Regions from separate parts of the Mus musculus genome. Here regions 1, 2, 3, 4, 6 and 7 are each linked to region 5. A link is a contact called in public Hi-C, HiCAR-type, Micro-C and promoter capture Hi-C data. All regions are on one chromosome and are shown on one strand. The core of a region is the stretch at or near the end of the contact, and the rest is flanking DNA. Distances in the headings are between cores, read along the strand shown.

Region 1 (3,927 bases), core at 1,182-3,681, 1.4 Mb before region 5:
GAGTGTCCTCTATAGATGGGTCAAAAGCCATATTCTCTTGTTTTTCAAGACTATTTACCCCCATCCCAGTGCAAATTTTCTGAGGACAGTATGGGGACAGAGATCAGTCAGAGCCCCCTTTATCAACAGATTTTTTGGACAAGATTAACTGTGAAAAAGAGAAGACAGGTTCTTTAGGTAACACTAGCGAGTGGTAGTAGAGGCAAGTTGTGGGATGGGTGGGGGCTTAGCACCAAGAGGAGGTGATGTCAGGTAGAAGACAAACAAAAAAGCAACCTCCTGGGGTACGGGGCAAGATTCCACTCTGTTTCCTTGGTTCCCTGCCCTCTCTCAATTTTCCACCCCTAGGCCACCCAGCAGAGATCACAGGTAATTACTTCCAATGATGCTCTGTGGGGAGAAGAGAAGTTAATGAATTCTTCTATCTTCCTGCCTGGAGGTCAGCGGATGGAGGGCTGCTTGCAACTGTAGGAGTTTTCCAGGGTGATTACACAGAAAGTTGTGCATTTCAATTAGGAACAGCTGAATTCCTCCAGCCAGGGTTAAGCTCCTCTAGGAGCACGGGTTCTTACTGGAAAGCCCCAACATTCATAGTCAGCCCAGAGCGAAGAATGAAGTTTCAAGATCTGGAAAGAGACTGAGTATGACAGGCCTGCTATTGTGTGGAATTGCAGAGAGCTGAACCTGACTCCAGGTCTGTTGAAAGCAGCCATCTCAGTATTGTCTGTGTTCTAGCCCAGATACTCAACTGTACAGACCTGGTCCACTGCAAGGATGGCTGTGTCTCAAAATGTCTAATCCCCCACAGATGGCCTTCAGAGACATCTGGTAGCCTCACTCCCCAAAGCCATCCACCTCTGTCTGTTGTGCATATGAGTGGCTAGAGAGTTAATCTGTCTGTGATCTTGGATCTTCACTGAACATTCTTGCCCTCAACAACTACTCTCCTTTCCAGATGGTAGGGACTGACCTGTTCTCCCAAGTTGCACCCCCTCCCTCCCCCCAGCTTTTTCTCCCTCTTATCTCTACTTGAGCTATTTGAAGAGATAGCCCTTCCTAGGGCAAGGGTCATGTTAAACAGGTGGGCATTTTTGAGGGCCCTAGGAATGACATTTTCAGCTTTTGACATACAGCTCAAGATGAACATTTACGAAGACTACCTATGAGTAAAAGAAACTGGAATTTTCTAAGATCCTATCACTTCGTGAGGTAGGGCAAAAAAGAGTACATGGAGGGAAATGAGCTTTAAGGAGCCTCTTGGACTCTGGACAAACTCCCACTTCAACCAGCACCACTGTTGCTCAAACCAAGGGGGCTGGCCCCAGCTGGGCACTATGCCATGGGGGATGGGGACAGGAACACTTAACTACAGTGCTTCCAAACCGTTCTCACAGATTCCCGGAACGCACGCAAAGGATGCCTTCTCCTTCCCGGTGATTCCCAGTCTACTGAACCACTGGAACAGCCAGCGGCCACCCGGGACTACACTGCCTGGTGAACGCCCCCCAACCGGCCTCCGGCCATAGTCGCTCCAGGCTATCTTGCTAGTGCCACGGAGGCCCTCTCTGGGCTCCAACCCTGGGACGACCTCGTCGCTCAGGCGCTCCCCAGAGCTGCAGACAGCCGGCAGGTGCGCGCTATAAGCGCGCCACGGAGCGCCGGAACCACCAGAGCCGCTGGAGTCTATGGCCCGGAAGCCTGGACAGGAGACTGCAGCTGCGAAAGTGGCGGATCACGCGCGTATACTCGCCGCCACAACCAAGCCGGGGCCGGGGCCGGGACCCCAAGGGGACCTGAGGAGGCTGCGCCGGAGGAACCGCCGCGGGAGCGCGCTCGGGGAAAGGGCGGAGGGCGCTGCTTACCCAGCTCGGCAGTGTCTGTCTGTCCCTGCGTCCCCTCTTCGTCCGCTCAACTGGCGGTTGCCCAGGGCAGCGTGCGCCCAGTCCTGCCTGACGGGAGTCACACTGGCAGCCAGTTCCACATGTAACCCAGGATCATTAAAATCCTCGGCCCGCGCCGGCCGCTTGCCTGTATTCCTGGGGTGGCCCCCGAATGGTTCCTCGCGTCTTCGTCCCAGTCGCTTGTGCGCAGGGACCCGGTTGTGAAGGGGCGTGGGGTCCCGCAGGGTCCCTCCGGGGCGGCTCAAAGCCGGGTGTCTTCAGTTTTCTCCAGCACGACTTTCCGGGCTGCTCTGACATCAGCGATCCCGCGCTTCCTTCCCTTCTGCTCCTGGCTTGCTCGGCCCTATTTCCTCCAGGAACCGCTGCCAGCTCTGTCTGCGACCGGGCCCATAAGCTCCCCGCGGCTCCACGGCTCACGGGTCCACCAGATCTGATCGCTCGTCTTCAGCTGAAGGATCCCAGCAGCTGCTCCAGCCGCCCCCACTCGGCTCTGCGCGGACAGTGCTGCGCGCAGCGCGGCTCAGCTCAGCTCCGGTGGCGGCGCCCTCAGCCGGCCTCCTATATTACCGCTCAGCTCATTATCATAGAGGCCGCGTTAACCCCCTCCCCGCCCACGCGCCCCGCCCGCGCAGACCGAATACCCTAGCTGGTCCACCCAAGAACCCGGCAGAGCTACGGCTCTGCAGGCGTTCTGCTCGCTCAGTTTGGACCACCAGACACTGTCAGTAGTCAAGGGCCCAGAAAGGTTGTACCAGGGTCTAGGGACTCATGTCTTGGGGCCTGGTAAGCCAGCTGGCTAGGCTTCGGGAGGGGATCAGAGTGATGAGAGCACCCCATCCCCTCGCGTGGCGTCACCTGTCACCAAGCAAAGCCTCCCCTCCTTTCTCTTCACCTGTGAGCTAGGGGTGAGTGTGGAGGGACATATATTACTGATGGGCTTGAGATGGGGTGTCGGATTTCGGAACAGCAAATTTCTCTACCCTACAAATTCTAGAAAGCCAACGAGCTGTCAAAAGAGGTTTGAAGTTGTTGATAATTATTTCTACATTTTAAAGAGGAGTCTGGCTTTGCATCTCCGGTTTCCTGTTCCATTGGAAAAGGAGGTAGGGGCTGACTCGGGTGGGTGCTGTGGAAACCATAGTACCAGGAGCGTTTGCATTATCCAGACCCGCGAGCCCGCCTCGTACTGGAGGCAGAGGGTAATGGCTAGAAGATTAAGACAACTTTAATATCCCCAGAAAAGAGGATTTTTCAGTCCTGGTTGCTTCCGCGCTCACGGGTCTTGATTCCTTGGTTCGTAGTCTGTGAATCTGCAACTGCGGCTACGGCTTTCCCGCGAGGGCCTGTGCAAGCTATACCCCTGCAAGGTCTCAGGGTCTTCGAATTCCCCGATGGAGATTGAACACACCGAGTTTACTCAACACATCAAAGTGTCTGACAAATGTCCCCTACTGCCCTCTTGTGGCCATACTCTTCACCGGTATAAAAAGAAAGAGGGATGTGGGATGCTTCTGAAAGCATATAAAAACAGTTGACTGAATTCTCAGTAGGAGAGAGAGAGAGAGAGAGAGAGAGAGAGAGAGAGAGAGAGAGAGAGGAAGAAGAAGAAGAAGAAGAAGAAAGAGGAGGAGGAGGAGAAGAGAAGAGAAGAGAAGAGAAGAGAAGAGAAGAGAAGAGAAGAGAAGAGAAGAGAAGAGAAGAGAAGATCACTTTCATCAACTATATTAGAGACACGGGATTTTGGGATGTAGAGTTGGCTGTTTGGTAGTTTGGTTGGTTTGGTTTTCTTCACTATGTATCTCTGGCTGTCCTGGAACTCCTTACTACAAACCATAGTGGCTAAGACCTCACAAAAATGTGCTTGCCTCTGCCTCCCAAGTGCTAGACTCAAAAATATATGCCACCACACTGGATACCTGGTCCAATTAGCTATTCTTAAAAACAAAACATGGTTACCTCATTTAAAAACTCTTAAATTAATCAATTCATTAATTGCCTAAAATTTGTTTCCGGTAAGTTTCACTAG
Region 2 (4,198 bases), core at 1,431-3,930, 1.4 Mb after region 5:
TCCTAAACTCATGAGCAGTAGCAAGTACCTGAGCATCTCGGTTCACCTCAGCTGCCTGCTGAGACAGCGTGACCAGCGGTGCTTTAACTTTGGGTCCAGGACTCCGTATGTTAAAAAAATAAAATAAACACTCCCAGGGAGTCTGAAGTCACCACTTTAGGACTGACATCTTCGGAAATATTGTTGCCTTTAAACACTATTCCCAGCTGAGCAGTGGTGGCTCACGCCTTTAATCCCAGCACTCAGGAGGCAGAGGCAGGCGGATTTCTGAGTTCAAGGCCAGCGTGGTCTACAGAGTGAGTTCCAGGACAGCCAGGGTTACACAGAGAAACCCTGTCTTGAAAAAACAAAAAACAACAAAACAAACAAACACTATTCCCCTTGGAAACATTGTTGCCTTAAACATTATTTGTAACCCTATAATTTAGCATTTTGTGGTTATTGAAGAACAAAACAAAAGCTGAGCAACATGGTTCACACCTCTAATCCCAGCAGCGGCAGGCAGATCTTTGTGAATTCCAGGCTAGCCAGAACTACAGTGAAACTCTGGGAAATGGGGGACACTGAAGATGGCTTAGTGGTTAACAGCACTTGTTGCTCTTACAGAAGACTTGGATATGGTTTCCAGTCTCTCAATCCATCCATAACTCTAGCTCCAAAGAGTCCAATGCTGTCTTCTGACCCCCTTGGGCATTTGGCACACAGGTGGCACACTTACATACATGTAGACCAAACACCCATACACATAAATAAGTCCTTAGTTCTCTTTTTCTTTTGAAAGCTCTAGTTGAATACAGAGAACTGTTTGCCAGGAAGTCTCTTTGAAAACAAATCTAGGAGGGGTCAGCGATTAAGCACCTGCTGCTCTTCCCGGGGGTCCTGAGTTCAAGTTCCAGCATCTGGTCAGACGGCTCACAGTTGCCTGGAACCCTGAGCGTGAGTGTGTGGGATAGGGTAAGTCCACTCCCTCTTCTGGTCTCACCATACACATAGCACTCACTCACAAGACACATATACTATATATACATAAATAATAAACATTTTTAAATACATAATACATATAAAAGACTTTGGGGTGTAACTCAAATGCCTGAGGGCCTAGGTTCAATCCCCAACATTAGGGGAACAAAGTCAAACTCAAACTTAAATTGTATTGTGAATTCTGAGCTACTGGATTTACTAGCAACCCAAGCCTCAGTTCTTTGCATCTGAATGCTTCACCTAAGATATTAAAAAGTTGAATTCTAGGCCAGGTGTGGTAGCTCACACCCTTATTCCCGGCATTTGGGAGGCAGAGGCAGGAGAATCACTTTGAGTTCAAGGACAGCCTGGTCTACAAAGTGAGTTCCAGGACAGTCAGGGCTACACAGAGAAATCCTGTCTCAGGGAAAAAAAAAAAGTTGAATTCTAAAATACTCACAGGAGACATGTAATAGGGTGTGCCAACAAACGTTTTTGCAAAACTCGTGTCGTGATTTAATATTCTAGCTAGTCCAAAGTCCCCCAGCTTGACATTGTGTTTGCTGTCCAGGAAGACATTGGCTGGCTTCAGGTCCCGGTGAAGCACAGTGTGGCCACCATCGCTCCTTCTGTGACACTCTTTCAGGGCCAGCGTCAACTGAGTCATCACTCGAAGGACAAACTCTTCCTCCAAGTACTGTCTGGAGAAAAAGCACATTTCACAACCCTGAATAAAAGCCATCTTCAATCTGGGGCAAGTCATTCAGAGCGTACAAACATGGAAGTTAATTATTATTAGATACGAACCGTGGGGCTCTTTCACCTTACCTATCCTTGGTCCCCTTTGAAATGACACTAGCCAGGTCCCCTCCCTCACAGTATTCCATTACGATGTACAGGGTTGTGTTGGTTCGGTCAATAATGCGATCATAGTAACTGACGATGTTTGGATGTTTCAGCTCCCGAAGCAAGTTCACTTCAGACACAAGCATCTGCTTCTCCACCTCCGTCATGGAGCCATAGTCAAGCTCTTTCCACACCAGGATCTGAAATACAACATTTCCAAGGTGTGAGACAAAGGGTGAAATTTCCAAAGTTGAAAAACAAAACACTAACAACTCAATGGGTGTGTCAGTGAGGGAGTCGAGACCGGGTTAATTTAGTGGGAAGACCCACCCGAAATGTGGGCGGTACCATCCCCAGCGCTTGAGTCCGGGACGGCGTGTGGCGCAGCGGCGAAGCAGGTCACGTGAGCTCGTCTTTCTGCTCGCCGCGGATTCGCGCCTCCACCGGTTCCCAGCCGCGGCTGCCCGCTCCACGAGCCCGTCCCTTCTTAGGAGGCTACAGCCCGGTCCTTCACGAGAGTTCAGGTGGCCGCCCTGCCCCTCCCCAGCGTGGGCGACGCTTGCTTCTCCCTAAGCCCGCCGTGGAAGGGCTGCCCGGCGCCTCACCTTGCCGTCGCTCTTCCTCCGAATCTTCTGACAGCGGCCGTAGGAGCCGGTGCCGATGCTGTGCAGCACCTCGTAGTCCTCCACCCGGGACGGCATGGCGAGCGGCCACCCTGGCAACCACACCACCGCGCCGCTCGGAGCCCAGGCTCGCCCGCTGCAGGCCAACCGCGCCGAAACCCGAGCCCCTCGTCTGCCTGCCTGAGTCGGCGAGCAACCGGCCACCGGGTCAACCGTCGCGGGCTTCGGCCTCGCATTCTATTGGTCCACAGCGAAGGTGCATCTCAACTCTGATTGGCTGAGAAAACACAACACTGCTAGGCATCCTGGGAAAATGCGTGTCGCTAGGCAACCGCGTCGGCGTTGGTGTCTGCGTCTAGCTGCTCTACGGAATACGAGCCGCGCCGAAAACCCCTGGGATTTGGGATCGCAAAGCCTGTTGGGGCCTCGGTAATTCCATTCCTTGGCTGAAGTCGCTATGGTAACGGATGTCCGAGGCTCTGGACTGGAGACACTGGCCTTTTGACCTTTCCACTTTGACCCCACCCTTTTCCGACTCCTCTGCACTCGGGTCCTGAACCTAAGCCCTTGTGTGTTGAGGATTTGATGACCCTGAGGGTGCGGTGAGTGCACCGAGCACTTTATAGTCCTCACACCTAGAGAGCCAGAATCCCTGTTCCAGCCCGGCTTGGTGGCGCGCTCAGGCAGATCTCTGTGAGCTTGAGGACATCCAGAGCTTTGTAGAGGGTCCCTGCCTTACCCCCACCCGCGAGAAAGACACCCCACGCCCAGAGAGAGAGAGAGACAGAGAGAGAGAAACTAGGCCCAACTGCCCAGAAGAGAACTAATTAAAAAATAATAAGAATAAAGGATATTCATAGTAATAACGCAGAGTTGACATGTGTTTTCTGAGCACAGTTAGCATAGTCTAGATCTCTGAACATTAAACTGAGAGACCTGTTGAACATAGAAACGTATCCAAAGCTTAGGGACTGAGTATGGAAGCATTCAGAACAGAGTCACCACACTGCCAAATTGTACTTCTAAGACATCTACCAAAAAAGTGTGTTAGGAAAAAAAAAAAAAAAAAGGTGTTCCCTAATAGCCAATCCGGGAGCTGCATGCAGTTTGCTGACTTGAGCTCACATAGCCAGTGACATGGCCCCGCTTTGACTTGGGGAAGGGGAGCTAAAGGCTTCCATCCAGAGCAGGTGGGGGGTAATGTGCATTACCAGAAAGCTAATAATCTGCTGCATAAATGGGTCATTGTTCTTAAAATATCTGTTCATGCTGTGATTGAAAAAGAACCCAATGTCCTATTAATAAGAATTAGAAGCCTCCTTATGTTAAAAATAAATGTATTTTGTGCGCTGAATTTAGTATAAGCTAATTGGAATTGCCAGCCAGGAGAACTTTTAAATTAGCATTCAAGGACATTGTCACACCTCAAAGGGGTAGGATTAATTTAGGTCTCAGAAATTATATAAGGAGCTACAAATGCCTGAGGTCATTTATATGGTGTGTGTGTGTCATATGTGATGTGTGTGGTATGTTTGTGTGTGTGTCGTATGTGATATGTGTGGTATGTTTGTGTGTGTGTGTCGTATGTAATGTGTGTAGTATGTTGTGTGTGTGTGTGCTGTGTGTGTTGTTTATGATGTGTAGAGTGTTGTATGTGATATGTGTAGCATGTTGTGTGTGTGGTGTGTTTGTGATATGTGGTGTATAGGCGTGTGGTGTGTATGTGATGGGTGTACTGATGCTTATGTTGAGTTTGTTGACCAGCCTGC
Region 3 (4,288 bases), core at 791-3,290, 1.0 Mb after region 5:
ATATTATTAACCCCTAAAGCTCTCTTCTCCGCCCAGGGGCTTTCCTCCTCTCCAAACAGAAGTAGACATTCTTCCAGATTTCTACCTAGGGCTTTTCTGTTCTGTAATGTCTTATCTGGGAAGAGACCATTTTAAGGTCCACTACAATCACCCTTCTCAACCAGGCAAGTTTAGAGTGCTTTCCTTTTCTTAAAAGCAAAACAGAAATTTGTTTTCCTTAAACACACACACACACATCCCTTCACGCCAAAATCCTTCCCCAAAGGTGAATGCAGTCTTTGGTCTAAATATTCCAGTAGAATCATTTTACTGCCAAGATTCTACTAATCAAAATAGTCCCAAAAGCCCTTGAAACTTTTGATCCCTAATCTAGACGCAGATTCTTTTCTACAGAAAAGTGAATCAGCACTATTTCAGAGTTAAAAAGTGTATCTATTAAGAGGCCTCTATTTTGTTTTGTGGTTTTTTTTTTTCTTGAATTTTCTTTTTATAGGCTCTAGCTTTTGTACTCCAGGATCAAAGGAGCTGATGTGACAGGGCTGAGATGAGTCGTGTTCATTAGAGGTTGGAATGTAAAAAATAAAATATCATTTCAGTTGTCCATAACATTTCTCCTTGCAGAAAATAAAAATCAGACTTAAAATATCCTTCAGCAATGTGTTTTTTAAAAAAAGGAACCGATGCTAGGTGTGGTGGTGCAGCTCTTTACTCCCAGCACTCAGAAGACAGAGGCAAGCGGATCTCTGTGAGTTCCAGGACAGCCAGAAGTACACATAGAAATCCTGTCTCAAAAAATAAAACGGGAGGGGAGGTTGAGTTGTGGTTCAAAAATTAATGGACACATATAGAGCTAAAAATCAACTATTTCCAGTACCAGTACTGTTTCTCCACCCGGACAAAATACTCCCTCCTTTAGACAGATGACCGGCCTAATTCTTGTATCCCAGAGTTTTCTTGGCTGAATTCTTGAGTAGGTCTGTTATTTCTCAGTAACAGAATTCCAAAGAACAGTTTTAACCTTCAAGGTAATTTTACTGTTACCCCCAAATTCTGCAGGACACACATCTGTATATTAAGCAACTCCCCCCCCCCTTTACTCCTGAGACACAAATCGTCCTCCTTGCCCAGACAGTATGTCATAAGCAAATATCCTTAAATCTGGGGAAGAAATACAGTCCAGCCAATCTTCAACTGGGTGCAAACTGCCAGAAGGCAGCTGGCCTCACCTTTCTCTGCAGCAGCAGCACCTCTCTGCAGAGCACTTCTCTCTCCACCCTCTCCAGAATTGCTCTGAGCCACCACCCCAGGCAGTGTCGACCCAGATAGCACTGGCCCGGGGAAGGTAGAGTTCGGTTATTTATTTCCCCACTCGTGGCATTCGCTTCTTAGACAGCAAAAGGGAAAGAGCCAAGTGGAAATACTGCCCTTTCAGTCCCTCTCGGACCTCACAGCAGAGAGGAGCTGCCTCGCCAGGTCTTTAGGGCCGGTCTCATTCCGGAGTGAACCGATCCTGCCTCCAACCGGAGGACCCAGCTCCTACCCCGGGGCGCACCTCGCGGGAGCAGCTCCTGTCTGAGGCCGCCAACCCCTGCCCGCGTCACCGGAGCTGCTCCGGTCCAAGGCCGCCATCCTCATAGCTCCTGTCAAAGGCCGCCATCCCCGCCGCTCCTCACCGGAGCAGCTCCTGAGACCGCCATCCCGGGTTCCCGGTCACGGGAGCAGCTCCCGCCCCGCGGCCCCGCCTCAGCAGGCCAAATTCCTTCAGCTGAGACAGGGCAGAGGCCGCCTCCCCGCCCTCCATGCCGCCTCCGGGGCCTCCACATCGTCTCCCGGCCCTCGAGCGCCCGGGAACCGGCCGGCTGGGGACGCGCGGGGTCCCGGCCCTCTGGTCTCTCCGCCCCGCGGCCGGAACCTCCCTAGGGCGGAGTGATCGCGGCCGCCCAGTGAGGAGCGCGCGGCCACGAGGGGCGCTCGGCCGGGTGGCACGGCGCGGGGCGGCGGCGGCGGGGGAGGGGAGGGAGGCGGGGCCGGGGCGGGCCGGTGTGGGGCGACTGCGCTACGGCTCGACCGGGGCGGTGATGGCGGCTCCATATTAACACCTCCTCCTCCTCCTCCGCGCTCCCGCCCGCGCCCGCCAGCCGTCTCCCCCTTCCCTGACGCCACCTCTCCCCCTCCTCTACCATGCCCGGCATGATGGAGAAAGGGCCCGAGTTACTGGGGAAGAGCCGATCGGCCAACGGCGGCGCCAAGAGCCCGGCGGGAGGCGGCGGCTCCTCGGCCAACGGCGGGCTGCACTTCTCGGAGCCCGAGAGCGGCTGCAGCAGCGACGACGAGCACGGGGGTACCTCGCCGCGCTCCCCGCCCCCGCCCGTCCGCCCGGCCCCCTTCCCCGCGCCCTCCTCCCCCTCGGAGCCGAGCCGCGGCCGCCGGAACTCCCGGTGCCGCCGCAGCCCGCGACCCGCGCCTCCCCGCCCCCACCCGGCCACGGCCTCGCCCGCGCTCCCGCGGCTGGAGAGTCTCTGCCTTGCCCTTCCCCTCTCCTCTCCTTATTTATTACCATTTTACCATATATCTTGGCATTGCTTTGCAGATGTTGGGATGAGAGTCGGAGCTGAATACCAAGCTCGGATCCCTGAATTCGATCCAGGTAGATATATTTGCTCACAGGAAAACCCCATCTCTCTCTCTCTTTTTTTTTCCCCCAGGCTTGCTCTGGGGTGGCCGGCGTCGGGATGGGAGGGAGTTACGTGGTGTTGAGTGTGGGGCGCACCAGGAGAGGCCAGGGCAGGGCAGGGCAGGGCAGGGCATCGCGGGCGGGGAGGCTGGCAGGCTCGGCTGGGCAGTGACACAGGGCGTGGGGGTAGATGTGTGCATGGCAAGGTGAACATGGTTCCCTCCCGCGGCACTTGCACGCTGGTGGCTTCGCACGGAGGTCGCGGGTCCGAGGCCCGGGGCGTGGGGACTGCAAAACCAAGGGCTGCAGGAGAGGGCGTGCGATCTGTGTGTGCATGAACCTACCCCAGGTCAGATGCCACTCCGACCCGCCCTGGGAACCCGGGGCTCAGCCAGGCTCCGCAGGGCCACGCTTGGCAACCGCCTGCTGTCATTAGCCCGAGCCAAGGGCGAGCCCTGCGACCCCGGCGCACACGGGATCCTGGTTTTTCTTTCTGCCGAGGCGGTGTGGACCTGGGCGGGGAAACGCCCGTGCCCGACACCGCCCCGGTCGCCCCCAACCCCTCCCCGCGCGCCGACCCAGCCCGGGGAAGCCAGACCACAGGACAGCGGCAGCAGCTGCCAAGGAGACATTTTCTCCGGAACAGCCAGGTTCCAGCGCCCTCCGCCAGCGCAGCTTGCGGGCTCCCTCTCTACTTTTCTCCAAACAGGCTCCCCGGCTGTCACGGGATGTCAGGCTGCTCAGGGATTGGGCGAGAGTTCCGCATATGGAGGCGCCCTTGCTGGAGCCTCTGGGCCTGGAGTGCTCGGCTGCTCTAACCCAGCCAGACTTGCCACTGGGTGGGCTCTGCCCTTCCCTGCCTGAACTGCCCTCCCACTTTTCCTGCAGTCAGTTTTTGTCTAGAGCTCATTCTTAACCGCACTGCCCGAGTCCGACGCTGGAGTTGTAGTTGGTGTTGCAGAGGACTCACTTGTAATTTCACAAGGAAAGCAGTCATGTCCGTTTAGTTTAGGTATGCTAGGGGGCTTCCATCCTTCTCCCCATTAGGACTTACCAAGTAGGTAGTATCCCCTCTCTGAAAGGAGAAGGGTAACCGTTACAAGCATAATTAGGACAGTTTCCTTCAGTACATGATACCAGAGTGCTCATCAGATTTGGGGGTTACCTTCAAAGCGACACAGCTGTTGGGATATTTTATTAGAAGACTATCGGTGTGTGCCGTGGTGGGCTTCTTGTAGTCGTATTTTTCTTGTTGGCATAGCTAGCTAGTAGGTGGGTTCCTTCACTTTATGGCTGTGCTTCAGGGCTTAGTTTGACATCGGAAAGAAGACATGTTCACTGAAGGATAGGCTGCATTTAATTCCCAGCTCTCTTGTTTTTGTCTTCTGAGCAAGTCACTGGCCTTCTCTGAGCTTCAATTTTCCTAGCTGTAAAAAACCATTGCATGGAATTCTTGCCAGGATTAAATGACTAGGCATATGGCAGTTACTCAGTAAAGATTAGATTTCATAATTATGAAGAACGATTTGGAGCTCTCGTTGCTACTCAATTTTTTAAAATATTGCTGAAGTCATTTCCCGATGGAACCCAGCAGCCGAATTATGTCATAAGCAC
Region 4 (3,757 bases), core at 479-2,978, 1.3 Mb after region 5:
AATGAGAGCAGACTCCTTGAGCAATGGGTAAGTCGTGTACAGAAGTATACAAACCATTATAATACAAAGGGTTGGGTCTAGGTAGAGCACCCAGCATGGGCCAGCGTCACGCATCGGGGCCTGGGTGCTGTTAATTATCTCTACAGACGATTTGCAGGGATCAGGAAAACACGGGTTCGTACAAAAGTCGTCTTCAGTACAACCCTTCCAGTTAAAGTAAAAGACCAAGGCATTCACGACCACGATCACGGAGCCCAAGGCATCTCCAAGGACGTGCAGAAACACTCCTCGCATATTCAGCTGCCCAGCCCTGTTGTCTTCCGCTTCCAGATTGTCAGACTCCTGGATGAGATTCCCATTTACTTGTACATCCACTGGGTCATCACTTCTCAATTTTTCTGGCTCTACAACAAAACAATACAATTTTCACTAAGCACATTTAAAGTGTCCACAGAAACATCTTGTCTGGCAGTGAGTGAGTTTAAACTTGTTTCATAAAGCTGTGACAATGACAGTGTGCTGAGAGCAACCCACAGTGAGCTAGCCCTGGGTCCCGCCAGTACCCAACAGCGGAGAGTCCACTGTGTCACTGGGCTACTGCTCCTTGTTCCTTCCCACCTCTCACCTGCCCTCACTGCTGGGATGGGGTCGTGTAAACACTGCGTCACCTCTCTGAAACATACAAGAGAAACAAAACTCTAGGCAATCAGTAAGCATCACTGAAGGGATGTCCTCTGACAGGAACAAACCTGATGTGAGGGTCTCTGTCAGTGGCACTAGACAGACTGAGAAAAGCAGCTCTAACGTAAAATCATCGTCAAGAACATAAAACATAGCGTCTTTGTAGAAGGGTTCACAAACTGACAAATCAACAACCTGGGTCTATTGCTGGGGGTGCAGGCCTTGACCCCAGAGAGACATGCAGGAGGTAATCTGTGAGTTTGAGGCCGGCCTGTCCTACAGAGTGAGTTCCAGGACAGCCAGGGCTATCCTGAGAAACCCGTCTAGAGGAACCAAAAACAAACCAACAAAACAACCTGAAGCTATCAACAAAGTTGGAAGTCAACAATCACTAAGTAACCTGAAAGTTCCCGTCAGAGGGCACACCTGAGGAGCTTCTCTTTCTCCTTTCCCACGCACCACCTGAACTTCCAAACATGTTCCTATGCATTGGAGAAGGTAAGCTGCCTCCGTAAGTAACCTAACCAGATACAAGTGGCAAGAAAAACTGGAAGATACACACAATGTTAACATCGAGGGTGGTAGGTTCTTTCTCATTTCTTTTCAACACTTACCTTCCAAATTACCATCAAGCACACGTGCTCAAGATGAAAAACGCTCGTTAAAACCACGAGAGTAATACATCACCACTGGGTCGAGCACCATTATGCCAACCCGAGGAGGTGAGGGTGCAACGTGCCTTGGCAGGTCCCTAAACAGTGATTTTCCGGATTAGGTGGTCGGTTCAGGGAAACACACACTCCCGTTCACAAAGGCCGCCTTTAACCAGGGCCCACACACCCCCAGCACATCATTATCAAACTTGTTCAGTGGGCACGAAACCACCGCGCACCTGGGCGCGGGGCGTGGCACCCACCGCGGTCGCCAGGGGGCGCCTGTCCCGAACACTGTGGCGCTCACCTGCCTGGTCCGCCTTCAGCCCGTTGGAATTGCTGGTGTTGGCCACCAGCGTGTTGGTCTCCTCCTGGTCCGGCGCCCGGCCCGGCGGCGCGCCCGCCTCGACCCCCGCGCGGCCCGCCTTGCGCGCGCCCTTGGCGAGGTGGCCGTGGCCGTGGCCGTGCGAGTGGCCGTGGCCCGCGCCCTGGCCCTCGCCGCTGTGATGGTGGAACAGACAGAGCCCCAGCACGTTGACCAGCAGCCCCGCCACGCCGACGCTCAGCACCACGAGCGGCTGCTGCATCTCATGCGGCTCGATGAAGCGCTCGACGGCTTCCAGCAGGATGGCGAAGCACAGCCCCGTGAGGAAGATGGCGTTCACCAGTGCGCCCATCACCTCAGCGCGGATCCAGCCGAACGTGTTCTTCTGCGTGGCGTGAGTCCTCCGGGCGAAGCGCTCGGCCACCAGCGCCACTACGAGCGCCAGCACGTCCGACAGCATGTGGAAGGAGTCGGACAGCATGGCGAGCGACGCGGTCACCCGGCTCACCACCACCTCCAGCACCATGAACATGAAGGTCAGCAGCAGCATGCACAGCAGCCGGCCGCGGTTGCGGCCCCAGCAGCCCATGGCGGCGGCCTGAGGCTCGGCGCTGACGCGGGAACGGGAGCGGCGCTGTGGGGAAACCGCCGGCCGCGCAGCTACTCAAGCGCCGGCGCTCGGCTGGGCTGGCGAGGCGGAGGGCGCGGCGGGCCACTGCGTGCCGAGGGGCTGCCGAGCATCGGACCGAAGCGCTCGGGAGACGGCGTCCGCGGCGACTGCGCTCGGCCCGGAGGCGTCCGCCGTCTTCGCCCCCCCTCCTTTGCAGACGGTTTACAAAAAAACTTTGCTTTGCACTCGGAACCCCCGTTTTCACACGGACCCGAGCGTGACAAGGCCCCGGTGCCCCGCCCCCCAGGCCCGGCTCGCCTCCCCATTGGCCAGAGCTGCCTCACGACAGCCCCGGCGTCCCGCCCTTCCTCGGCCTCTATTGGCTAGCGCGGCGGAGGGGCGGGAGGGGGCGGGGCGCGGCCGCGGGAGCTGGGGGCGGGGCCTGTGCACTGGGGAGCCGGGCGTGGGCCGGGGGCCGCGGCCGGGTGCAGCGGCGGGCGGTACGGGGGAGGGTGGGCGCGGGCCGCGTGCAGCGGTGGGCAGGCGGCAGGGCGGTGGCGCCGAGCCCTGGGGCGCAGTGAGCAGTTGCCGCTTCCCGCGGTGCGGGTTCCGGGCCGCGGTTCCCCTTTGCCGGCCCGGCCGCCCCAGACTTTGATCCTGGGAGCTGGGTGCACGTGGGGGCGGCTGGGTGACAGGTCGGCGCCCAGGAGGGGCGGGGAGTGTGGGCTGTGCGGACGGCGGCGGGGGCGCGGCCGCGGCCGAGTGAGGAGCTGAGTTAGGAACTGGTTGCTAGCAGCACAACCTTAGCCTCAGGAACACTTTCCATCCAGGGGTCACCCGCACGGCCACCCCCCACCCCTCCCCAGGGCAACCGTGTGAAGTCAGCTTGTCGCTGACACTCTTAAAGTGTGGAGTGCTGACTTGGGGCGGGAGCCTGCTGCGTGACTTGGGCAAGTCACCTAATCTCGCTACACCTGTTTCTTCATCAATACAGGGAAGGGTTGGGCAAGTGGAACTCTTCTGCTTCCTTCTAGCTAAAATTCCAAGGCTCTGTGATTTCACACTATTTATAGGTTTTTAAACCTCCGAACCCTTGTGTGGGCTGTTTGGAGGGGGAGGGGCGACCAGAATACAAAAGAAGATGGTGGGGAGGCACGAGGAACCAAACACCCTTGCTGAGTTGGCTAAAACTCTATGGAGTTCGTCCTCCAAGCGAGAACAGTGGATGTGTGCACATCTATGTGGGTAAAGCCCCCCACACCCCAATGGAGGCTATAATCATCAGAGAGGCCTCTGTTGAGTCGCCAAACCTGCCTTTCGAAGGACCCTCTGGGTACCAGCTATTGCATTGAGATATTCATGGCCCACTGTGTTCTTTTGCATGAAAAAAATTTCCTTTTGGCTTTTCTGAACAGTTTCTGTGAGTAAACCCTGGCTGTGCTGGAACTCCCTCTTTAGACCAGGCTGTCCTTGAACTCAGAGATACAG
Region 5 (3,951 bases), core at 930-3,429:
AGTGTGGTCAATGGCTCCCAGTGCTGATGGTGGTGATTGCTACAGCACTGGCAGTGTTCCTGGCAAACAAAGGCAACCTGGTCATCTGAAGAACTTCTGGCATCTATCTGAAGTAAAACTCAGATGCAAACAACTCCATGAAAACCTTGAGTTCTGGTACTTTATAACTTGGGTTTCCCTCCAAATGAATCCGGACTCTTAGTTTTATTTTTTTTTCACCAGGTTGTAAATAAACTTTATCTCACAAGACTACTCTTTAGAACTGTGTATTCCTGAGAAATAAGCCACAAGTGTAACCCTTAAGCATCATTGTCTCGCACCCTACTTCAGTTAGAGTTCCATACATAGATTACCTAGTCATTCTCCTTCCCTCTAAGGCACTATCCACCAGGGAAGGCCACCATCCCAGGGTACACTCATGTCTCCACAATGCTCCTTTTCCATCTCTCATTCAATGAAAAATAAACAGACACCTCGGCTAAGGACCTAGGAACTCCTAATATAAAGACTGAAATCATACTACTGCTGCCAACGACTCTCCCCATTCACACGTGTTCAATTGACTGCACAACATTCATCGTAATTGACATTCATTGATACCTTCTCAACGGACAGAGTTAACTCAGAGGGCCACAGCAGGAAGTGTGACCACCTCAGAGGAGATGCTGAGGTCAGCAAAGGCATTCTGAGCCCTAAATCGGGTTCTGAGTTCCTTCTCCCAGGCACTTAGAAAGTTTTTCAGGGCTGGGAACAAACTCTCTGGAACACTAAAGGAGTACAGCAGAATTGATGGTTGACCAGGCAGCCACGAAATCCGGGCAGTAAACACCCGCAGGGGAGTCATGGTTAAGCAGTTGTCATCTTCACGGTTCAGGTCAAATGTGTAAGAGACTGGATATCCCAGGAGTATCCCAAATACAGTGCAGAGATTCCAGTCTGAGGAATGTAGCCTGGTGTAGGAGACTCCCTGAGACACATCTTTCTTAAGTCCTCGAAAACGTGTGATGACGTCAGCTATGAGAGATTTCAAGTCCGGGAGCTGGTCCACCGACCGGACAGAAGGATGAGGTTGGGAGCGGGAAACGTCCACGAAAGCTACAGTACCAAGCAGTGTCTGTTCCAAATGCTGACAGGCATACTCAGGACTGACAATAAAGTTATTCTCTCCAATCTCAAGAATGTGAAGTCCTGGCTCCAGGAAGCCCAGCCCCTGTAGTTCCTCCAGATAACTTTGGAGCGCCAATACTCCTGCAGAGTTGCAATCATAGAGTACAGCTGGCTTCAGCCCGCGGGCCACAGCCAGCACCTCTCCTGCCAGGTGAAGGCAGGTAGCTCGAGGTGGGCATTTTCTCTTGCCCATGCCCAGAGTCTGCTGAGCAGCTGCCACCAGCAGCTGAGGGCTTGGTGTTGACATAAGATCTGGAAGTTACATGACATATGGCCTCCTTAGCTAGCCACAGTTCCTTTCCCTGGGCCACACACAGTTCAGCTCCCAGCACTTGAGAAAGATCCTAGAAACAATATGGTAGGGGGAAATCGTTAATACTGTCAAGATGGGGTCACCAATGCTGCACCCCATTTCTCTGGCAGACTTAAGTTTACGAAATCGTCCTTCTAGTCACATTTACATTGTCTCTGGCTTCGATTCTAACTTTTACCTGGTGCAATTTATGCTCTGGGATTCAAACCTTACAGCAAAAGTTACCACTTCTCCCAAAACTGTCCAACTGGGACAGAACTCTGGGCTCTAAACTTCAGCGCCTGTAAGCTCTCCATTGCCAGCTCCTCAGACAGATCTCCACAGAGCGCTCACAGCAGCCTGATCAAACCAGCATAAGCTACAACGCGGAGTAATCACCGCCTCACCCTGCGACACTCAGGTAAGAGAAGCCGCTAGAACTGGGGCACGAGCCAGTTTAACACTTGCTGGACCCTCTTCCCTTCTAGGAAGGCACGCTCCCACCGCCACACCTACCCACACGTGCCTACGCGGTGGTAGACTAGTTACAAAAGGAAGCGCTCTGCCTCAAGACACTCGGCTAGCATTTCCGCCGCAGGTTCGGGGGCGCAGGAAGCCCTTCCGCCTGCCCGCCAGCGGCGTAGTGCCCTCCCACGCCCCACACTCGGTACTGTGAAAACCCGACAGTGTGTGCAGAAGCCCAGGGAAAGACAGCCTGACGTGCATGCGCACTGGCTTACTCCGCCTTTCCGTGACGTCATTTGAAAAGCAAACGCAAGCCAGAACCTTTGAAGAGGCTGCGGACGGAGTGGGAGGTAAAGCCACCTTAGACCCGCCCCTTCCGGTAGAGCCCCTGCGGGCGGGCCTTGCGAGGCGGAAGTGGAAGTGGGGGAGAAGCCGCTGGGACCGCCAGTTGTCAGTCCGCGGAATAAGGGACACCTCTCCTGTGGGCAATGCTGTAAAGCTTTATTTTGTATTATTATTTTTTTAATGTACCTAAATTCTGAACTTGACAGGTATGCCAAGGCCATGCATATTCACTCCTTTTTTAAAAATCGCCTTATTGTGTGGGCGTGCACAATGGCGCCCTGTCAGCTCTCGCTTCCACCTTGTAAGAGGGTCCGAGGTACTGAACTCAGGAAGCCAGCCTGCTGAGCAAGTGCCATTAACTGCTGAGCCAGTACTGTTGTACTATGTGTTGCAGGGGCTGGCCCGGAACGGGACTTCTCGTTCTCTGGTTTATGCCGCGTTGGGGATTGAGCTCTGGAATTCACGCGTGCCAAACACTACTAACTGTATGTCTGCAGCCTGAGTATTCACTCTCAGTGTGCCGAGGTACTGCATTGTACCTTCTTCATGGAGCTCAAAGCCCGAGAGTCCAGTTTGCTGATCATCTTATTTTAAAAGATTGATTTTTATTTCCATTCATAAGTTTGTGCAGGTGCCCAGGAAGCCAGAAAAGGGAGTAGGGTCACCTGGAGCTGAATAAGTTAAAAATATTGTGAGCTGCCTAACACGGGCTTTGGGAACGGAATTCAAATCTTTGGGAGAAAAAGCAGGTCTCATCTCTACAGCCACACTGTTGTGGTGGGGATTTGTTTGTTGAGACAATGTCTTGCTATGTATTCCTCAAACATGACAATCCTCCTGCCTCAGCCTCGGAAGTTCTGAGGTTAGAGTCTACCCTAATTGAATGATACCTCAAGGAGTTATCTATACCTCAAGGAGGATGGGCAAAACTAAGGAGGGGAACACCATCTAGGAAGCCAAAGGTGAGTTAACATCCTTACTGGCCGCTTCAAGGCCACCCATGCCCCTGACCATAACCTCTGACCCACTGCTTTGTAAGTAAACCTAATGGACTCCTTGGTACCCCAGATTGAACTTCGGTGGAACTGTACCCTCATCTGCCATTAGGACCTTAGAAAGTGCCTTGTTCCTTTCTCCAGAGAAGTCTTACAGCAGATAGGAAGGTCAAATGTTGACATAAGGAATTTGCCTATATCTTCTGTGAAGGAAATCTTAAGAAAACTCTAGCCTGGACAAATGGCCCCAAGTTATGGGCAGCAAAATGGAGACCCAGACTGGAGGTTTTACAGTGGTGCTATGCTGGTACCTTCATACCAAAAAGGACCAGCAGTGTGTTAAAGACAGACAGACAGTATGTAAGGAGGATCAGTTTGTAGGGCCTGCCAGTCTAACTTAGGTTCTCAGCTCAGGGGGAGTCAGTACTAAAAATTGATAGAACCAGTACTCTAGCTTTATATTTTTTTCTTCCCAAGTTTATTTTACGTTCTCATGATAGTTAGCAATAAATCTCCAAATTGAAAGACGTAGGTCATTTATTACAGCACAAATATCTTAGAACACACTGTATCAGACACTGCTAAAGACCTGGCAATAAATCTAAGACAAACAGTTTTGACTTTCCAAGTTGGCAGTCAGTCAAGCAGAACATAGATGCGGAGCAATTTACAAACGACACAGTTACT
Region 6 (3,899 bases), core at 790-3,289, 1.5 Mb after region 5:
CACAGTGCAGTATTACATTACATGAGAAAAACTTATTAAACTATCTGAGCAGAAATATATATGTCTCTGTGGCTCTTCTTATGTCCAATGCGTATGGGCTAAGTATCTTACTTACATCTTCACTACGGAAGCCCTCAAGTCCTATGTAGTGCATTCCTATTCCTCTGTGATAGCTTTTTAAGGACCAACTTTAATGAGTCAATGTCAACTGAATAAAAAATACACTACTTAAGGCATCTATCAATAATATTTAATTATAAAACTATACTTCTGAAAACATTAGGCTTCCTGGCTGAGGTTTTGATGAGAAATCCAACAAGACTATTTGTTCCTAATAGCCAAGGCATTCTCAACTCAAAGCACAACATAGATTCAATCATGGCTCCTGACTTATGCATAGCATTGCAAATTGGTTCCTGGGCATTAAAGTGCTCTCCCTCTTACCTGTGTATCCAGCATACCAGCCCCAGGAAGCCACCATTCCTAAAAGCCATTTGTACATGAGTCCTTCGATATACCAGAAGCGCTTACTGTCCAGCACTCGGAGTGGCTGCAGTATAATTACATAGCAGATGTAGGATGGAATAGCGACCAGGTTGTTGGCGACCATGAAGGCAAATCTCATCAGGGCTTTCGCTACAATCCAGCCCAGCCACGGAGCTTCTTCCACGGTCACGGCCATTCTTACATTGGCGTCGGTCCTGTCTTTCTGGGGATGAAAGGAAAAAATCATTTCAAAAGGAAAAATGGGTGCAGTCGGCGGCAGCAGCACAGAAATCTCCAGCACAAAAATACAAGAAAACGCGAGGGTCTACGCTCTCCAGATGCAGCGCTCGCTCGCTCGCTCGCTCGCCCGCCTGGCGATCTCGAGGGCAAATTCCAGAGGGGGACAGTGAGGAGGGAGGAGCCGCACAAGGTCAAGAGAGCCGTTCTGCGGGGCACGGGCCACGGCGGAACACAGTTAACCAACGCTAGACCGTCCCGCTAGCCGGTGGCGGCCCCGCACTGCGACCCTCGGTCTCCGCACGCTGCCCCGGACCTGGACCCGGACCAGGACCCGCCGGCCGGAGGTCCCGCCACGCCGGTCCTGAAACGCCCGGCCATGCCTTTACCGGGGCTCCCCCAAGGGCTCGTCCGCAAGAGCGGGGTGCTTGCTTTTCCTCGCCACTGAAGGGGAAAGGAAAGGAGAGGGGCCCAGGAAGGAGGAGGAGGAGAAGGAGGAAGATGAGAGGAAGCCGGCGGGGAGGGGGAGGGGAGCGGGACCAGAAGGTGAAGCCGAGGGGCGAGGGATGCGGAGCCCGTGGAGCCCGCGACGCCCGGCTGAGGAGGCTCGGGCAGCGGTTTCCTCAGGTGAGGAGCCGGACGGCCTCCGGGTCGCCGCGGCGGGCTCTCCTCCGCCGGGTCCCCTCAGCGGGCTCTCCACAGAGGGCTCCCCTCGGCCAGGTATCCTCCTCGGCGGGCTCACCTCAGTGGGCGCGAGCGGCGAGCGGCGACAGGGCCGAGGGCCGGCGGCGGCGGCGGCGGCGGGAGTCCCTGGCCCGGGGGTCGCGGTCATGGACGCGGCTGCGGCGGCCCAGGCGGCCCGAGGCGCGGCGCGAGCGGGCGCGCGGGCGCCCTAGTCCCCTCGCGGCTGCCTGCGGACAGAGGCGCGGTGGGGACTCAGAGGCCGGACCTGTCACCGGGGCGGGTCCCGGGGAGGCGGGCGATGCCCCGCGCCCCCGCCTCCGCCTCCTCCCCGGGCCTACCGCGCCCTCGGCCCTCGGGCCGCCGCCGCCTCCTCCACAGGCCACGCGACCAACGGCACCCTTCCCCGCCCCCAGCGCCTCCCGGGCCCGGCCCGCCGCGCCCCAGGTTTACCTTGGGCAGGCCGGGACCCAGCCCGGGCTGCGGGAGCCGGAAGAATGCATGGCCGGCGGAAGGAGGCGGCGGCGGCGGCAGCGGCGGCGCGGCCCTCCCGGCTCCAGGTCCCGGGCGGCGTGGAGACTCGCTCGCTCCCCAGGGCCCGGTGGCTGCGTGCGCCCCGGCCGGCGGGGCGGGTTGGCGGGAGGAAGCGGCGGCGCCCCTGAGCGCCCTCTAACGAAGGCGCGGCGCGGCCCGCCCCACGGACCCCCTAGTGCGCGGTCGAGGGCGCCCCGGGCCGCCCGGCCTAGGCCCCGGACGTCGCCGAGCTCCGAGTCGGGCGGGGCAGAACGCTGCTCGGAAAGGTCTAGGAAGAAGGCCAGCTCTGCCAGCGCGCGCGGACCTTTCGGGCCCTCCTGGACCCCTTTCAGCCAAAAGGGCCGCTGCGCTGCATTGTTGCGGCTCCTTTGGCCGCCCCAGGCTGGCACGCTTTCTCCTTTTCATTCCTAAAGAAACTCGCTTGGGCTCAGAGCTTTTCTTCTGAACCTCCCCAAGGCATTACGGTCTAGTGTTTTAAATCAATTGTTTTAAGTGCCAGAGTTCTTGTTTCTGGAAAGCACCTGAAACCTGAATGACAACATTTTCAATCCCGCTACACACACACACACACACACACACACACACACACACACACACACACACGGTGGGGGCAGATCAGTGAGAATCCAGTGGTCTGCACAGAAATAGAACTGAATTAATGAAGAAAAAACAATTAGCCACATGCTTGATACTGAATACAATGGCCTTAAGAACTCCTAGCCAGCCCTGATCACTACTAGGACATTAGCTGAATTTGGGTTCAAAGGCTGAACACCATAAGGAATACAGACAGCATACCTAAGACAAAACCAAACCACCAAAACCAAGGGTCCTTTCAGACCCAGTATCTCTTGTTGGGTGTGGTAGCTGATGCTCCTAATCTCAGCACTTGAGAAGCTGAGGCAGGAGGATTGATGTGAGCTTCAGGCTAGCTTAGGATAAAGAATGAGTTAGAGATCCTGTCTATGAATAGGTAAAGCTTTGTGACTAGAGCAGCAGTTTGTTTTCTCCTTCTTTTAAAACCAGGCCTTACTTTCTATGTAGTCCAGGCTGATCTGTAATTTATAACATAGCTCAGGCTGGCCTTCAACATGTAGAAAACATCCTGCCTCATTCTCCCCAAAGTTGGGGTCATAGGTTTGAGCCACAATGCCCAGCTAGGATGGCAGTTTTCACGTGTCTCTAGGGAACTGCCATATTTGAAGGAGTATCACTTATTGTGAAAATGTCAAAGCCCAGTGTGGTGGTTCTCATAGATAATCCCAGCACCAGAGAGGCTAAGGCAGGAGTGCCAGGAGTCCTGGGCCAGCCTAGGCTACTAGACCTTGTCAAAAAAAAAAAAAAAAAATCAAACCAAAAAAATGTTCATGCTTTGATAAAACTGTCCCTCTCTTTCCTCCAACTTTGATCCAGGAATGACAGGCAAGTTGCCTTTTGCCATGTGAAAATATTTTTTTAATTCCTATTCTACACAGAACCTGTATGATATTGATATAGATATATAAATAATTTCCATGTATGTTAGCCTTTATAGCTATTATTATCCTTTACCTGTTCACAAACATATTTTACTGTACAGGGCATGCTAGGGATGTAGCTCATGTGTATTTTCAAGGCCCATCCCAACCTGTGACAAAGCACACCTAAAAAGAATTAAAGGCAATTGGCCTTGTCAAGGAACTGTCCATAGAGGCTCAACTGATGAGTAGCAAAAGAAAAGTCAGATACACCCATTCATTGGCCATTCTTCCTTTCATTTTAGGCACCAAGAACTTCAAATAAACCTAAGGAGAGAAGTGTAATAAGATGACCATTCAAGTTGTGTCATTATATTCTTAAGGAAGATAGTCAAAAGACATATTTCCAGAATCAAACATCAATTTCTTCAAGGATTCCACCTGTTCTCATCTCACTCAGCTTCTCCACATGCTGTGGTACCCACTGACACTGATAACAAGCAT
Region 7 (3,854 bases), core at 992-3,491, 1.6 Mb after region 5:
ATGAGTCACCTTCCCCACTCCCACCCATCCTCTCAAAGCCAGGTGTGCACAGAGCCATCAGGTTGAGTGATGTCACTAAACCTTTCTCTCTGCAGGAAGGGGATCTTGCCTGTTTTCATCTGGACAACTTCCAATCACTGGAGGGGCAAATACTTGGTCTGATGATAATAATCTACATTAGGAAAAGCTACACTTATTAGAGTAATATGTGGGACTCAGCCTTTAGCAATGTGTCACACTACTGTTCCCGGCTGATACAATGTGTCTTGTTGAGCTTAGGGCTTATCTGTAAAACACTCAACAGCCCCCACTTATTTCTTACACATATGTGTTTTAATTTCAACTCTTCTTATTAAAAAGGTTGTACTATTACTTTCATTACAACTGTAACCTTTTCTTTCAAAGAGCTTCACTTTTAATTATGTGTATGTAGGGGGAGGGAGAGATGGGTGTATAACAGACCCTCTAGAGTTACAGGCAGTTGTGAGGTTTGGGGTGTGAGTGCTGAGAACTGAACTCTGGTCCCACAAAACAGCAGTGTGGCCTCTTAAAGGCTAAGTCATCCCTACAGCCGCAGCATCTTTTTTTTTTTTTTAATGTAAACCTTATTTCATTGTTATTGTATGTATGTGTGCACATGTGTGTGACTGTCAGGCTTGCACAGGAAGTGTTTCACACAGTAAACCATCACACTGGCTCACAACACTTAGAAGGTAACTCTGGATGTCCTTCCTTTCCTTGCTCCATATCCTTACCCTGCTCTACAACACTATCTACTCTTAGCCTGGGACAAGATTAGCTACGCTAGAGCCATACACATTTCGGTGGGAAGGGAGTTGGCACTGAATAAAACAGTGTAATGGGCCACATCAGGTCTAGGACTTGGGAGGCTGAGGATCAAAAGTTGAGAGTTATCCTTGGCTTTAGGGAGTACAGGCCAACCTGGATGTCACAGACTTTAGTAAAACGTAAAAAACTCTTACCTGTAACTGGTTTCAAACTTGGACAAGGAACTAAGGTGCATATTTAACATGCCAAAGTCTAATTGACCTCCAGGTTCTCTCAGCATCCCCCAGTCCCTACTTGGCACACCCTGCCCCCCAGACTTGAACTTACAGATCCTTGGTTTCCAGTCCCGTTCTCTACAGGTTACACACTGGCTACAGTTAACCAAGAATTGCCTATAGTGTAAAAACCTTGGCAGGAAACTGAAGCAAAGGTCTCACATTTACACAGGACTTCTTTATGGATAGCTATCTGTCAAAGTCCCTCTTCAGCCTTTAATAAAGGCATCTTTTCGCATACCACTGCCATTTAACATTTACAACAGCTGACATACTGTGCCCACTTTGCTGACATATCGAGGCTAGATGATAATGCCGCATTCCATAATCACTTTAGTAGAACTGGAATTTAACTCCTAACCCTAAAATTTTTTCTCTTAGCTACCTGTATAAGGGGAACTAACTCGTGGAACTTGTGTGCAGAGAATGAGCGCGTTCAGCCAAGCTTTTCGGATGTTCTCATCCACATGGAACCTGCTTTAGAACGCGCAATTGACAGTCTCGCAAGACAAATCGCTGTAAAACGCTCAGAAAATCATTTGGCTCTCTTAATGAAGGCTTCACCTGCACTGAACGTTTTAAAAAATAATCTCAAAATTCAGCACTTTATCTTATTTGCTGCCTGGGAAACCAGAGACTGTGCCCCCAAGTGGTCAAAGGCATCCTCGCAAGCACGAGCCTCTGCTCCAACTGTGCAAGGCTACTCCAGCAACCCTGCATGCGCCTAAGCGCTGGCTCCAAGACTAGCAGCCGTGCTTCCCGCCCCATACATCGGCGCATGCGCCTTTCTAGCCTCTGTAGCTGCCGCCACTAGGTGGCGCCACTCCCCCCAGACGCTTCGCCCGCGTCCCTCCTCCGTACCTTTGTCCAGTTCCATAAGAGCGGAATTAGCGTCCAGCTCCTGTTCGCCATAGCCGGCATCGGCCAGGAACGACTTGGTTGAGTTTGACGCCATGACCCGGACAGTTACCCGACTCGCCCAGTCACAAAGATTGCAAACTCTACCCCAGCACCGCCATCTTCTCCCGCCGCGGTCTCGCGGATTTTTCCCTCCGCGCGCTGTCAGGCAGTGTACGCATGCGCCTCGGTCGCCCCGCGGTTCGCCAGTTCCTCTCTGGGCCCCCCCGCGCAGGCGCTCAGGGAGCCTGTGAACCTTGGGTTCCCGCGGCTGAGCGAGAGGGAGGCGGAGCTTAGGATGGGGGCGAGCCTTCGAGGCGCCAGGACGCTGCGACGAGAGCCAATCAGAAAGCGTGACGTCAGTTTGGCGCGGAGTTTGGCGGCCGGGGCTCTTAGTGGCGGGAGTTGGAGGCGAAACCGCGCCGCGTTGTGGAGGGTGCAGACGGCGGCTCCTGTGGAACTTGGGGGCGATCTTCTCGGCGTTCCCCTCAGCTGAGCCTTCTCCTCAGGCCCAGATGCTCTTCAACTCGGTACTCCGCCAGCCGCAGCTCGGCGTCCTGAGGAACGGTGAGTAACGGCCCCAACGGCCGCTGGCCGTGGCGGGAACCACCTCCCCCCAGGCGCTCCACCTTGGATCGCTGCCGACTGTGGGCCTCCAGGTCTCCCGCGGCCGGAGCGAATCCGGGCGAGCGAGGACCGCCGAAGAACATCGTGCTTGGGTTCCTTCCGGACGCTTTTCACCGTAATCGAGCTTTTTAGTTCGGAACGGAGGCCGAAGTTAGGACGCTCAGTGGCGTCCCGGGCCCCTGGCTGCTTACGTCAATATCGCGCGTTAACTAGAGAGTGCACGCTTGTGAGAGTCGGGGGTGGGAGACGCTTTGGCACCAGCGATGTGCCTGCCGTCTCTGCAGAACCTTAGCGATCCCTGCAAGTTCGTTGTGCACCAGCGCGCATGGCCCGCAGTTAAGGAACTCAATCTTAAGGCGCCAAAGTCCCCTCCCCCATCTCTGCAGGCTCTGAAAAGTCCTAAAATACAGACTAAAAGATGCCCATAGCCACACCCACGAGGTGACCACGGGTAATGGATGGAAGGGTATTGTTCCAAATGTGTCTTGATGCCGAGGTACTTCCAGAAATGGGATTAAACTCGTTTTTCTCTTCACGGTGGAATTCAGCCATGTTCTCCTGTTAGCATATAGAAAGCCAGCTCATCTCCTACAGTACTCTTAAAAACATTGGCAATCTGAGATGCGATTAGGCTGATGTGTTGTTAAACTAAGACCTTGAAGAGTGGTCCTAAGAATGTTGAGAAGAGGAAAAGCTCCTTGAGGTCCTGCCCGGATCTAAAACTTTGTAGTCGTATTCCCTCTGTGGATACTCTTGTAGTTACATTCTGCCTCTTTCTCTGCTCGAACTTTACAAAAGTTACTTCGCCCTGTGTTAGGAATGGCCGCCCTGCACAATGGTTGTGAGCGGTCTTCGGAGCGTCTGAGTTTCAACTCCACCTCTTTTCCTATGTGCTACATTTTCTGTCTACCCACTTTTCAGTCTGTCGTTCCGGCTTACAGATAGCCAGACAGACGTTCAGTGATAGGCACTGGCATTCATTGATTGTTACCTCCTGAAGTCTGCATCTCTTTTCCCCTCCGGTGTTGCTGGGCCTTAAATGATTATAGCCGTAAGTAAGGATTCTACTGCTGCTACACTCTTCCATTCCCTATGTTTTGGGTTAATTTCTGTAAAAGCTGTATGTATTGAACTTAATCTAGACAGTTAGGCATACAAGCATCTTATATTCTAATGCCCCAAACTGAGTTGGCTTCTTCCCAATTTTTGGGAGTGACATTATTTTAAACTGGTGTCCCCAGCTAAAACTTAGACTCCATATTCCTC

What was found. Promoter capture Hi-C pulls out the DNA fragments that hold promoters and counts their contacts. Hi-C and Micro-C count contacts between places; a contact is called where the count stands out from the background. HiCAR-type assays count read pairs that join an accessible place to other places.
Region 1: a contact with region 5 is called in a HiCAR-type map of astrocytes, with 4 times the contacts expected there. The contact joins the promoter of Plxna2 here to the promoter of A130010J15Rik in region 5. A contact is called at or near these places in 4 of 39 promoter capture datasets (the 3T3-L1 cell line, 3T3-L1-derived adipocytes and hippocampal neurons) and 5 of 115 datasets of contacts at active chromatin or transcription factors (astrocytes, embryonic stem cells, forebrain and 2 more).
Region 2: a contact with region 5 is called in a Hi-C map of B cells, with 9 read pairs. The contact joins the promoter of Nek2 here to the promoter of A130010J15Rik in region 5. A contact is called at or near these places in 3 of 39 promoter capture datasets (embryonic stem cells, hematopoietic stem and progenitor cells and pre-B cells), 1 of 484 Hi-C or Micro-C datasets (B cells) and 2 of 115 datasets of contacts at active chromatin or transcription factors (large pre-B cells and pancreatic cancer cells).
Region 3: a promoter capture Hi-C map of liver shows a contact between it and region 5, with 2.3 times the contacts expected there. The contact joins the promoter of Rcor3 here to the promoter of A130010J15Rik in region 5. A contact is called at or near these places in 11 of 39 promoter capture datasets (the 3T3-L1 cell line, the C10 cell line, HPC-7-derived erythroid cells and 5 more), 4 of 484 Hi-C or Micro-C datasets (the G1E-ER4 cell line and embryonic stem cells), 8 of 115 datasets of contacts at active chromatin or transcription factors (the 230-238 cell line, astrocytes, bone marrow-derived macrophages and 4 more) and 1 of 9 other capture datasets (pancreatic islet).
Region 4: a Micro-C map of embryonic stem cells shows a contact between it and region 5, with 9 times the contacts expected there. The contact joins the promoter of 1700034H15Rik here to the promoter of A130010J15Rik in region 5. A contact is called at or near these places in 3 of 39 promoter capture datasets (the C10 cell line, the HPC-7 cell line and pre-B cells), 1 of 484 Hi-C or Micro-C datasets (embryonic stem cells) and 2 of 115 datasets of contacts at active chromatin or transcription factors (large pre-B cells and pancreatic cancer cells).
Region 6: a contact with region 5 is called in a promoter capture Hi-C map of pre-B cells, with 4 times the contacts expected there. The contact joins the promoter of Lpgat1 here to the promoter of A130010J15Rik in region 5. A contact is called at or near these places in 2 of 39 promoter capture datasets (the C10 cell line and pre-B cells).
Region 7: a promoter capture Hi-C map of pre-B cells shows a contact between it and region 5, with 4 times the contacts expected there. The contact joins the promoter of Ints7 here to the promoter of A130010J15Rik in region 5. A contact is called at or near these places in 3 of 39 promoter capture datasets (the C10 cell line, liver and pre-B cells).

The regions. Positions count from the first base shown.
Region 1 is chr1:194,618,333-194,622,259 of GRCm38.p6, reverse strand. It overlaps Plxna2 (plexin A2), which reads right to left and starts at 2,431. Exons shown (of 32, transcript NM_008882.2): 1 at 1,863-2,431.
Region 2 is chr1:191,819,955-191,824,152 of GRCm38.p6, reverse strand. It overlaps Nek2 (NIMA (never in mitosis gene a)-related expressed kinase 2), which reads right to left and starts at 2,680. Exons shown (of 8, transcript NM_010892.3): 1 at 2,412-2,680; 2 at 1,789-2,006; 3 at 1,421-1,661. The coding sequence starts at 2,507.
Region 3 is chr1:192,135,792-192,140,079 of GRCm38.p6, reverse strand. It overlaps Rcor3 (REST corepressor 3), which reads left to right and starts at 2,040. Exons shown (of 12, transcript NM_001346740.1): 1 at 2,040-2,341; 2 at 2,591-2,647. The coding sequence starts at 2,182. Gm10516 (predicted gene 10516) reads right to left here and starts at 3,182. Exons shown (of 4, transcript NR_033536.1): 1 at 3,019-3,182.
Region 4 is chr1:191,905,498-191,909,254 of GRCm38.p6, reverse strand. 1700034H15Rik (RIKEN cDNA 1700034H15 gene) reads left to right here and starts at 1,728. Exons shown (of 5, transcript NR_030669.1): 1 at 1,728-2,195. It overlaps Slc30a1 (solute carrier family 30 (zinc transporter), member 1), which reads right to left and starts at 2,474. Exons shown (of 2, transcript NM_009579.3): 1 at 1,642-2,474; 2 at 1-404. The coding sequence starts at 2,248.
Region 5 is chr1:193,171,805-193,175,755 of GRCm38.p6, reverse strand. A130010J15Rik (RIKEN cDNA A130010J15 gene) reads right to left here and starts at 2,179. Exons shown (of 2, transcript NM_181048.3): 1 at 1,976-2,179; 2 at 1-1,511. The coding sequence starts at 1,414. The coding sequence ends at 623. It overlaps Irf6 (interferon regulatory factor 6), which reads right to left. Exons shown (of 8, transcript NM_016851.2): 8 at 3,720-3,951. Traf3ip3 (TRAF3 interacting protein 3) reads left to right here. Exons shown (of 16, transcript NM_153137.4): 16 at 1-252. The coding sequence ends at 89.
Region 6 is chr1:191,716,164-191,720,062 of GRCm38.p6, reverse strand. It overlaps Lpgat1 (lysophosphatidylglycerol acyltransferase 1), which reads right to left and starts at 2,039. Exons shown (of 8, transcript NM_172266.3): 1 at 1,858-2,039; 2 at 445-709. The coding sequence starts at 682.
Region 7 is chr1:191,574,023-191,577,876 of GRCm38.p6, reverse strand. It overlaps Ints7 (integrator complex subunit 7), which reads right to left and starts at 2,241. Exons shown (of 20, transcript NM_178632.6): 1 at 1,926-2,241. The coding sequence starts at 2,019. Dtl (denticleless E3 ubiquitin protein ligase) reads left to right here and starts at 2,333. Exons shown (of 15, transcript NM_029766.3): 1 at 2,333-2,528. The coding sequence starts at 2,477.